3 separate regions of the Mus musculus genome follow, and all the other regions are linked to region 2. A link is a contact called in public HiChIP or PLAC-seq data. All regions are on one chromosome and are shown on one strand. The core of a region is the stretch at or near the end of the contact, and the rest is flanking DNA. Distances in the headings are between cores, read along the strand shown.

What was found. HiChIP or PLAC-seq counts read pairs in DNA pulled down with a chosen protein or histone mark.
Region 1: a contact with region 2 is called in an H3K4me3 HiChIP or PLAC-seq map of embryonic stem cells, with 21 read pairs. The contact joins the promoter of Mrm3 here to the enhancer-like site in region 2. A contact is called at or near these places in 1 of 39 promoter capture datasets (cranial neural crest), 1 of 484 Hi-C or Micro-C datasets (CD8 T cells), 11 of 115 datasets of contacts at active chromatin or transcription factors (embryonic limb bud, embryonic midbrain, embryonic stem cells and 4 more) and 3 of 9 other capture datasets (adipose tissue, liver and pancreatic islet).
Region 3: an H3K27ac HiChIP or PLAC-seq map of embryonic stem cells shows a contact between it and region 2, with 5 read pairs. The contact joins two enhancer-like sites. A contact is called at or near these places in 1 of 115 datasets of contacts at active chromatin or transcription factors (embryonic stem cells) and 2 of 9 other capture datasets (adipose tissue and liver).

What each region holds. Positions count from the first base shown.
Region 1 is chr11:76,242,286-76,244,985 of GRCm38.p6, forward strand. It overlaps Mrm3 (mitochondrial rRNA methyltransferase 3), which reads left to right and starts at 1,451. Exons shown (of 4, transcript NM_183263.5): 1 at 1,451-1,801; 2 at 1,994-2,238. The coding sequence starts at 1,488. It overlaps Glod4 (glyoxalase domain containing 4), which reads right to left and starts at 1,414. Exons shown (of 9, transcript NM_026029.3): 1 at 1,270-1,414. The coding sequence starts at 1,359.
Region 2 is chr11:76,476,071-76,478,770 of GRCm38.p6, forward strand. All of the region lies in intron 4 of Abr (active BCR-related gene), which reads right to left. Among named protein-coding and RNA genes, the nearest start is that of Timm22, 70 kb to the left of the region's middle. Within about 2 kb of position 1,326, at least 91 of the 459 cell types and tissues checked have an H3K27ac peak or open chromatin away from gene starts, as enhancers often do. A contact at or near this core is called in embryonic limb bud, embryonic stem cells, extraembryonic endoderm stem cells and 1 more, where this site is marked.
Region 3 is chr11:76,286,532-76,289,231 of GRCm38.p6, forward strand. All of the region lies in intron 1 of Nxn (nucleoredoxin), which reads right to left. Among named protein-coding and RNA genes, the nearest start is that of Mrm3, 44 kb to the left of the region's middle. Within about 2 kb of position 1,275, at least 86 of the 459 cell types and tissues checked have an H3K27ac peak or open chromatin away from gene starts, as enhancers often do. A contact at or near this core is called in embryonic stem cells, where this site is marked.

The sequences.
Region 1 (2,700 bases), core at 201-2,700, 230 kb before region 2:
CATAAAAGTAGCTATTACTTTACAGAACACAAACTACCTGTGAGTCAGTTACCACCTAAAAGGTAACATGTTTAATCTTAACAACAATCTTTTGATCAATGAAGAAATAGAATAATGACATGTAGTATCACTAAACTCTGACTGGTAGGTATAAATCTAATATTTCCTACATCATGTGCTCTAATTGGGAACAAATGCCAGAGTCATTTAGTCTATACCTAACCTTACCATGGTACCTTCAAACACCAGGAGTGTGTGTGTGTGTGTGTGTGTGTGTCTATCTGCCTGCCTGCCACAGGTCAGATTCCCTGGGAGTTGTAGTTACAGATGGTTGTGAGCCATCCAACACCTGGAACCCATCTTACACCCTCTGGAAGAAGAGCAATCATTCTTAAAAGTTGAGCCATGTCTCCAGCCCCTACACAGCAGATATTTTTATGACTAACCTGTGTTGACTGATTTGTGCAACTTCCTTTACAGTCCTTACCTCCTGTACCATCTCTACACCCAGCTAGACTTGGACTGCTACAAGTCTGTTAAAAATAAATAAATAAATTCTGCACTGGTGTGCTCCTACCTCCCTGGCTTACCAAAGAGCTCAATAAACCTTTCCGCTACACTTTCAGCTAAGTGACCCCCTTAGAATCACAGCTTCTCAGACTGTTTCCAGGTACTAGGAAGGCGACTTGATTCTGACCTCATACTTACATCTGGGCTGTTTAGAACAGAGCCACAGATCATGAGCACCTACGAAAGAGACCGTTCAAACTTGCTCGGACAGGGCTTGTTCGCGGAATCCGATGGCGGAGTGCTTGTTTAGCATGCGCAAAGCCATGGGTCCCCCTCCCAGAGCCTAAATTTCAAATCCGCAGCTCTGATGGAAGCCGAAATTTGCTGATCACACCCAAACCTTTCAAACCAGGAGACCGCTCTGTCGTGAACTGGAAGGGGCTTTTTAAAATAACGTTTTGCCTATCAACGCTCCTTCACTATAGACAGCAGGCTCCCCAAGCCAGGAGTGTAAAAAATATTTGAGAAGGGCTGTAGGTGAACGTGCGTAGACAACACAGCTGGTAGGTGAGTCCCCTTTCAAAGGCTTCCCAACCCGAAAGAGGGGGGCTCGCAAAAGCTGAAAACACCGGCGTGGCAACGCGGAGTCTAGGGCCTGGCGGCTGGGGTGGCCGCGCGCCCACGGCGTCTTCCCTCCCCTGGTGCGGCCCGGCCGCCCATCGGGGTCTCGCGCTAGCCCCGCTCGGTCCCGGTCTGCACCTGCATCCCCAGGACATCTCGAAAGAAATGCACTGTCTGGAAGCGGTTCTTCACTTTGAAAACGAAGTGCAGAGCTCGACGAGTGGCCATGGCTCCCAACACGAAAACCGAGTTCCAGGCAGAGGGACACCCCGCCCACCAAACCGGGAAGGATCGTCGGGTGACGTCACTAACACTCGACCGCGCGCTCGGGTGAGGTAGCGCGCGCCAGGGGAAAGATGGCAGCGCCGGCGAAGGGCATGTGGTGCTCCCTGGGATCATTGCTGCGGGTGGTCCAGACTCGGGACCTCAACGCTCGGCGCTGGGTCCGGGCGCTGCGGCGTAGCCCGGTGAGAGTGTTGTCTCCCTCGGGACAGGTGGAGGAACGGAAGCGCGCTCCTGACCAGCAGCCTCGCAAGGCGGTCCCTAAGGCCAGTTCCCAGGGACAGCGACAGAAACAGCCTCTTGAGACATCCCCATCCCAGACCCCTCACACCTGGGAAGAGGCAGGGCTTCGCTACGATAAGGCCTTTCCCGGGGACAGGAGGCTAAGGTGATATGTTTTTGAGACTTGTCATCTGCTCCCGTTTCTTTTCTTGCTTCACTGTGAAGCTTCTGGCTCTTACTGTTTCGACGGTGCAAAATAAATGTCGTCTTTTGAGGCTTGTGCGTGTCTGTTAGAACTTCATGTATCCCTCCATGCCAAGAGCGTTGATAATCATCCCCTCTCTGTTTGCACCCACAGCAGTGTGATGACAATAGTTAAGTCCAGGCCTTTTCGGGAAAAGCAAGGGAAGATCCTACTGGAAGGTCGCAGGCTGATTGCAGATGCTCTCAAGGCTGGAGCTGTGCCCAAAGCGTTCTTTTTTAGCCGTCTGGAGTACGTCAAGGAGTTGCCGGTAGACAAGCTGAAAGACGTCAGCCTCATTAAGGTGAAATTTGAGGACATCAAGGATTGGTCAGACCTAGTAACGCCACAAGGAATAATGGGTCAGTGATATACAGTGTGCCAATATCTGGGATTTCTATTTCATACAAGTGTAGTATCCTAGACTTTCTTGTTCATACTTGTCTTAAGGTAACGAATTTTATTTAAATCAAGTTTAAATTTTTATTGACTAACGTCTAAAAAGAAATAGGACTTCTCAGGCCTCTATGTTTTGATGGTATTTTACTGGCAACTGAACCAATTTCTCATTCATACTTAATTGTGGGGCTTTTGCTTGTTTTTGACAATTGTAGTTCAGGCAGGCTTCACATTCTGTATGTAGCTATGGATAGCTTCGACCCCTGACATTCCTGTTTGCACCTCCTTCCTGCTGAGGAGGCATGAAAAAAAAAAAAAAAGCCCAGTTGTTGTTTGTTTGTTTGTTTTATGGAATGTTAAAAACATTTTATGAGCCAGGAGTAATGCAAGCCTTTAAAATTCCAGAATTTGGAAGGCAGAGGCAG
Region 2 (2,700 bases), core at 76-2,575:
TGCTCTTCCGAAGGTCAGGAGTTCAAATCCCAGCAACCACATGGTGGCTCACAACCATCCGTAACAAGATCTGACTCCCTCTTCTGGAGTGTATGAAGACAGCTACAGTGTACTTACATATAATCAATAAATAAATCTTTAAAAAAAAAAAAAAAGAAAAATAATGGAGAAAAGGAAAGGTTTGGTATTTCTCTGACGACCCTCATCTGTTACGCTGAGAGCTGCAGACACAGTTGTCTACTACATTATCCTCAGATTTCCTGCTTTAAATTTTTTCCCAATGAAGTAGCAACAGAACACAGCTGCTGCAGGCGGGCGTCCTTGGGGGCTTCTGCCAACCAAGGTGCTAGTGATAGACACTGCTCCTGTGGCCCCACAAGATCAATCTGTTCCCTGAGAATCCTTGTTCCTTCAGGACACAAAGGCTGGGCATGTGCCAGGGGCAGGTCCCTGGAGCCACCCAGGGAGGAGACAGAAGCTGGTGAGGTTGCCCTTGGGACCAGGAAGCCAGAGAGGAGGGTGTGAACTAGGGTGCTGGGGAGGCCCACGCAGTGCAGTGTCAGAAGGAAAAGCTCCCGGGAAAGGGGCAGAGGGGTCTAAGTGCACTTATCTCCAGGGAACCCTCAGCCATAAGTGCTCTACAGCACAGAGATGTCCCAGACACTTCCATAACCAGCACTGATCACAGTCTTCCAGGAAGGGCTCTAGTACCCTCTATTCTCTCGCCTTCTTTATCTTTTCCTTCTTTGAGACAGGGTCTCCTATATCCCAGCCTGGCCTCAAACTCACTACCTAGCCAAGGTATGAACTTCTGATCCTCCTGCCTTTGGCTTCCACAGTGCTAGGATTACAGGTGTGGCTAACCACACCCAGTTTTATTTAGAGCAAAGGACTGAACTCAGGGCTTTCTGCAAACTAGGCAAACACTCAAGCAGCTGATCCCCCGACCCCCACCCCCATCTCCTCTGTTACCACGAGAAAAACAAAGCACGAATACCTGTGTTGCTACCCTCTTGTGACCCAGAAGCCACCTGTGTGCAGTGGTCACGGGCCATGCCAGGTACTCTCATCTCCATAGTTACCCGAGGCTGGAAGACCAGAGGCCCAGCCTGCCAGGGTCATTAACTGGGAAGCGCAGGTTGCTTGGAAACAGGAGTTTGGCACTGGAATGATCTCATAAAACAAACAGCAGAGATGCTAATTCTCCTCTCTTGGTAATGGATAATCAAATACCCAGAGACTTCAGCCGAAATAAACTGCCTCCAGATGCCTGGCTTGCCCTGGCTCCACCCAGGCCTCACACAGCAGGCAGCCTCAGGGTGGCAGACAGCAGTTCATGATGCTGGGAGGGGTGGTGGCTGGGAAGCAAATTCCTAACCAGACCAGTGGCGCTGAGACCAAGGGGACTCTGAGTCAGAATGATACAGACAAATTGATAAGGCTATGTAGGCTCAGGCCTGTATTCCCAGCACTTGGGAGGCTGAGGAAGAAGATCTGCTTCAAGTTCAAGGTCAGCCTGAGTTACGGAGACCCTGCACCAAAACCCAACAGAAATATCAAACTGGAGAGCTCTTCCATTCTGCTCTGCCTACCTGCCCTCTCAACAGGGCTTGTGTTCTGTATCTGTGAGGGCTGAGTAGAGGCAGCCCCCATATCAATCACCTCAGACTTCTGTGGACAGGGAAAGATCACCAGGGGAAGCAGCTGGGTCCCCAACTACCAGAACTATAGCATTCTGGGAAACAATGCCTCATGATTTCCTCTTCCTAAAACAGCAGTAATGAGAACAGCAACAGCAGCAGGCATTTTCAGGCATCAACTCACTCCTGCAACCATCCAGGTGGCTACTGGTACCCCTCTTCACGGAGAAGGAAGCTGAGAACAGGAGGGTAAGCTGTCACAGGACCACCTATGGCAAAGCCAGGATTCAAACCCAGCTGTGACGAGCTCTGGTTGTGCTTGTCCCTACAACACTTGTGGCCTTGAAAACATGGCTGTCAGGATACAGGTATCACCTTCAACATTCAAGTTCTCTCCAGCCCCAAAAAAGTTCATAATGTGTCTATCAATCCACTCATTTGTTCATCTAGCAGTGGAGTCCATTAGTTCTGGGAGTCTAATGAGAAGAAAATACAAACTGTTCCAGAGTTTACACTGGTGGGCACAGTAAAGATGGGAAAGACAGGTGCATTTTAAATAAGTGTTCATGAGGGACAAACATGGGGCCTGGAAAGGCTTTTCTGAGGTCATTCCAACTTGGGCACTGATGGAGAGAAGCCAGGTAAATGGGGAAGACCATTTACGGTCTACAGAGGTCAGGAAGTGTTTTGGTCTAAGCAGGCTCAGGCAGAGCTAAGGGGGAGGGTGTCATGGAAGCCTTAGCAACAAGAGGACTTCTGTGAACATCCTCCAACATTAAACCTGTGCTCTTCTCCTGTGAACAGCAGCAGGTAACACCGGCTGATACTCTCTACTCTGGAACCAACTGTTAGTTAGGACCATATCCAGCCAACTGCTTCACTTTGTAAAGGCAGCACTGGGATGCAACAGCCTTCCAAGGTCTCAGGTAAGCGTCATCCTCCTGCAGCCTCCTCACACACTTCTCTGTCCATGGAGTGACAGAGGGACCTGCGTCCTGGCAGAGGAAGCTCCATTCCAGTGCTCAAAGGACTCCCATGCAGACAAAGCCAGCATTCCCCA
Region 3 (2,700 bases), core at 25-2,524, 190 kb before region 2:
CAACATTAGCTCAACTTGGCAGAAATCACAAGGGATGACTAAACAGGCTATCCGGTTTCTAGAAAATTCCTGCCATGGGCCTGATGGCAGGTTCTGATTCCATGGTTGCGGTTGGAACTATCAACCCAGAGATGTTGGCCAGAAAACCTCTGATAGTGAGCCATGAGGCAACGCTATCACAGGGGGCAGGCCTGGAACTTGTGAGCTATACGGATGCAGACAGCAGAGACTATCTAAACCACTCACTCCATCAGCCAGCACCACAGACGATGCTGGGAAACACAATGTGGTGATTTCTGAGAAAGCTCAGCTCCTGAGTGTGACCCCCCCCCCCCCCCAGAGCTACTCCCAGGCTAAGAACTGCCCCTGCCTGCGATTGACAAAGGGGCTAAGCTTTTATTTCTCAACAGCTGCTGCAAATCTGTGGGATGAAGCCAAAGCTGACCCAGATGTAGGATGAATCAGCAAACTACGTGGTCAGGTCAGCCAGAGCCTTCTCAGCCAAACGCCCCCTGCCCTTCCACCCAGTGCTGACTATAGTTACAAACCACCTTTTCTGTGCGAGGCGCTCAAAAACACACCCTTGAGTGGGTCCCACCTTCCTAAACTAACACAGCCCACACCGTTGCAGAGAGCCAGAGGTAAAACTCCCCTTCCCCCACCTCCCAACATACCTTACAGGATCTCGGGCTAGACTGCCTGTGTCAGCCACTCAGTGACCTCAAGCAAGAGAGAGCTAACCTTTTCCTGAGCTCCTCCATCTGTAAAATGGGGTAACAGGTCCTACAGTCATGGACTGGTGAAGAAAAGATGAGTTGCTCCCAGTGCTTAGACTAAGGCCTGACCCAGGTGAGCGGATGTGCAATAGACCAGTCTCAGTGTTGTCACGCCAGCTCCACCCCCACCTTCCAGCTGCTCCTGGAGGCTTTGTTCTAGTCCCAGAGGTCACCCCAGACGTTTGATCCCCTTGCTCGACTTCCAGGATGTGATCTAGATTGAGGTGGAGCTGCTGGCCAAGGGCAGTGCTCAGTGTGTCGCGTATTCCGTGAAAGCTGCGTGAACTGACTGATGGGGGAATGGAATGTGGGGATGGAGGTCAGTTAGACCGGGGACCTGACTAAGCAATCAAGTCAGGCTCTTTAACACATAAATGATCTGCTTCGAATGCCAGTGTGATCGGGGCTCTTCTCCCTTTCTCTAATAATGCCCTGCCCCCTTCTCATCCCTCCTTTTACTGGAGTCAGCACAGAGAACAAAGTAGCGCGTGGGTTGGGTCAAGATGGTCAGATCCATCACTAGCTTATGAGAATGCAGCAGCCTCCCACCATGCAATTACAACACAGGATTTGGAGGCGGGGGTGGGGGTGGGGTCAGGGTCACATCCAAGCTGATCAAGAACTCTCTATGTAACCCAGGCTAGCTTTGAGTTTGAGATCTTCCTGTTCCTGTCCTAGTCTTCTAGTCTTCTGAGTATATAATAGGACTCTGTGGGGCTTAGACCATATGCACACATACCCCATAAAGCTGATGGTGCCGCCTGCCAGAGAAACAAGCAAAGGAGACAAAGAGAAGACGGGCTTAATTGACTATGCCAGGGCTCTGCATGCTAAATAAACCTCCTACACGTGCCCACCTCCACTGTAAGAGGGGTGTAGGGAGTTACCAGAACTGCATACATGGGTGATTTGGTCCTCGTCAGTGAGATCTTTAGTCCGAGCCCAGTTTGTGGGAGGGTGGTGTGGAACAGTAAAATGGTCTGGCCTGGGTCTGCCCAGACTTTGACCCTGTGGTACATTAAGTGGGTGATCTTTGCATCTGTCACATCATCTTTCAGAGCCTCAGTTTCCTCAGGAGAAAAATGGAATTATAATATTGCTTCACACCACACTGTGAGGATTATTAATGTTTTATACTATGGCTTTGTGCACAAGGCTCTGGGTTCTATCCCCAGCACCACCACAAAAACAAACAAACAAAAAACACTGCTAGTTCTTCTGGACCAACAATGATGTCACCTCTGACCTTGGCCTAGCACCTCTGTCAGCTGCAGGTTCCTTGTCCTGGTGGGGAGGGAAGGAAGGACATTACCTCTTGGGCCTTGTATATATCTATTTGGGATACCTTCAGACACAACAGACAGGGTGACACCCCTACCTGGTAAAGGCCAGGTCCCTCTCTGCCTGGGGTGTGAGCACTCAAAAGTCTCAAAGCTTCGCTTCCCTTGTAGGACACTTCCTGTGATGAACCACTTTGCTGCTGGAAGGAGAAGGAGAAAACCCATCTGCTACTTCCACTTCTGCATCCGTCCCTGGCAGCCAGGCTCCCACACATTGCTGGTGCAATGAAAGCTTCCCTTCCATATTCACACCTTCTGGCAAGGCTTAGCTTAGCAACCACTGAGGAACCCTCCTCCAAAGGGACCATTGTGTTCTGGGGTCATCGAGGCAGGAATCGGAGGGCAGGGAATGGGAACGCTGGCGGTAGGGTTTTGACACTGTCTCTGCCACCTGGGGAAAAATCACCTTCCACGCGCTTCGTTCTATGCCAACCACCAGCTGGCTTTGTGGCCCCTCCTGCCCAGGACAGACAGTGGGCCACACACTGGAAGTGCTCAGAAGTGTCTCCGGCACATGGTCCTCTCAGGAGTCCATGCTAGGGCAATGGGCCTGTGATCTTCAAACTGAAAAGCACTGAGGAGGC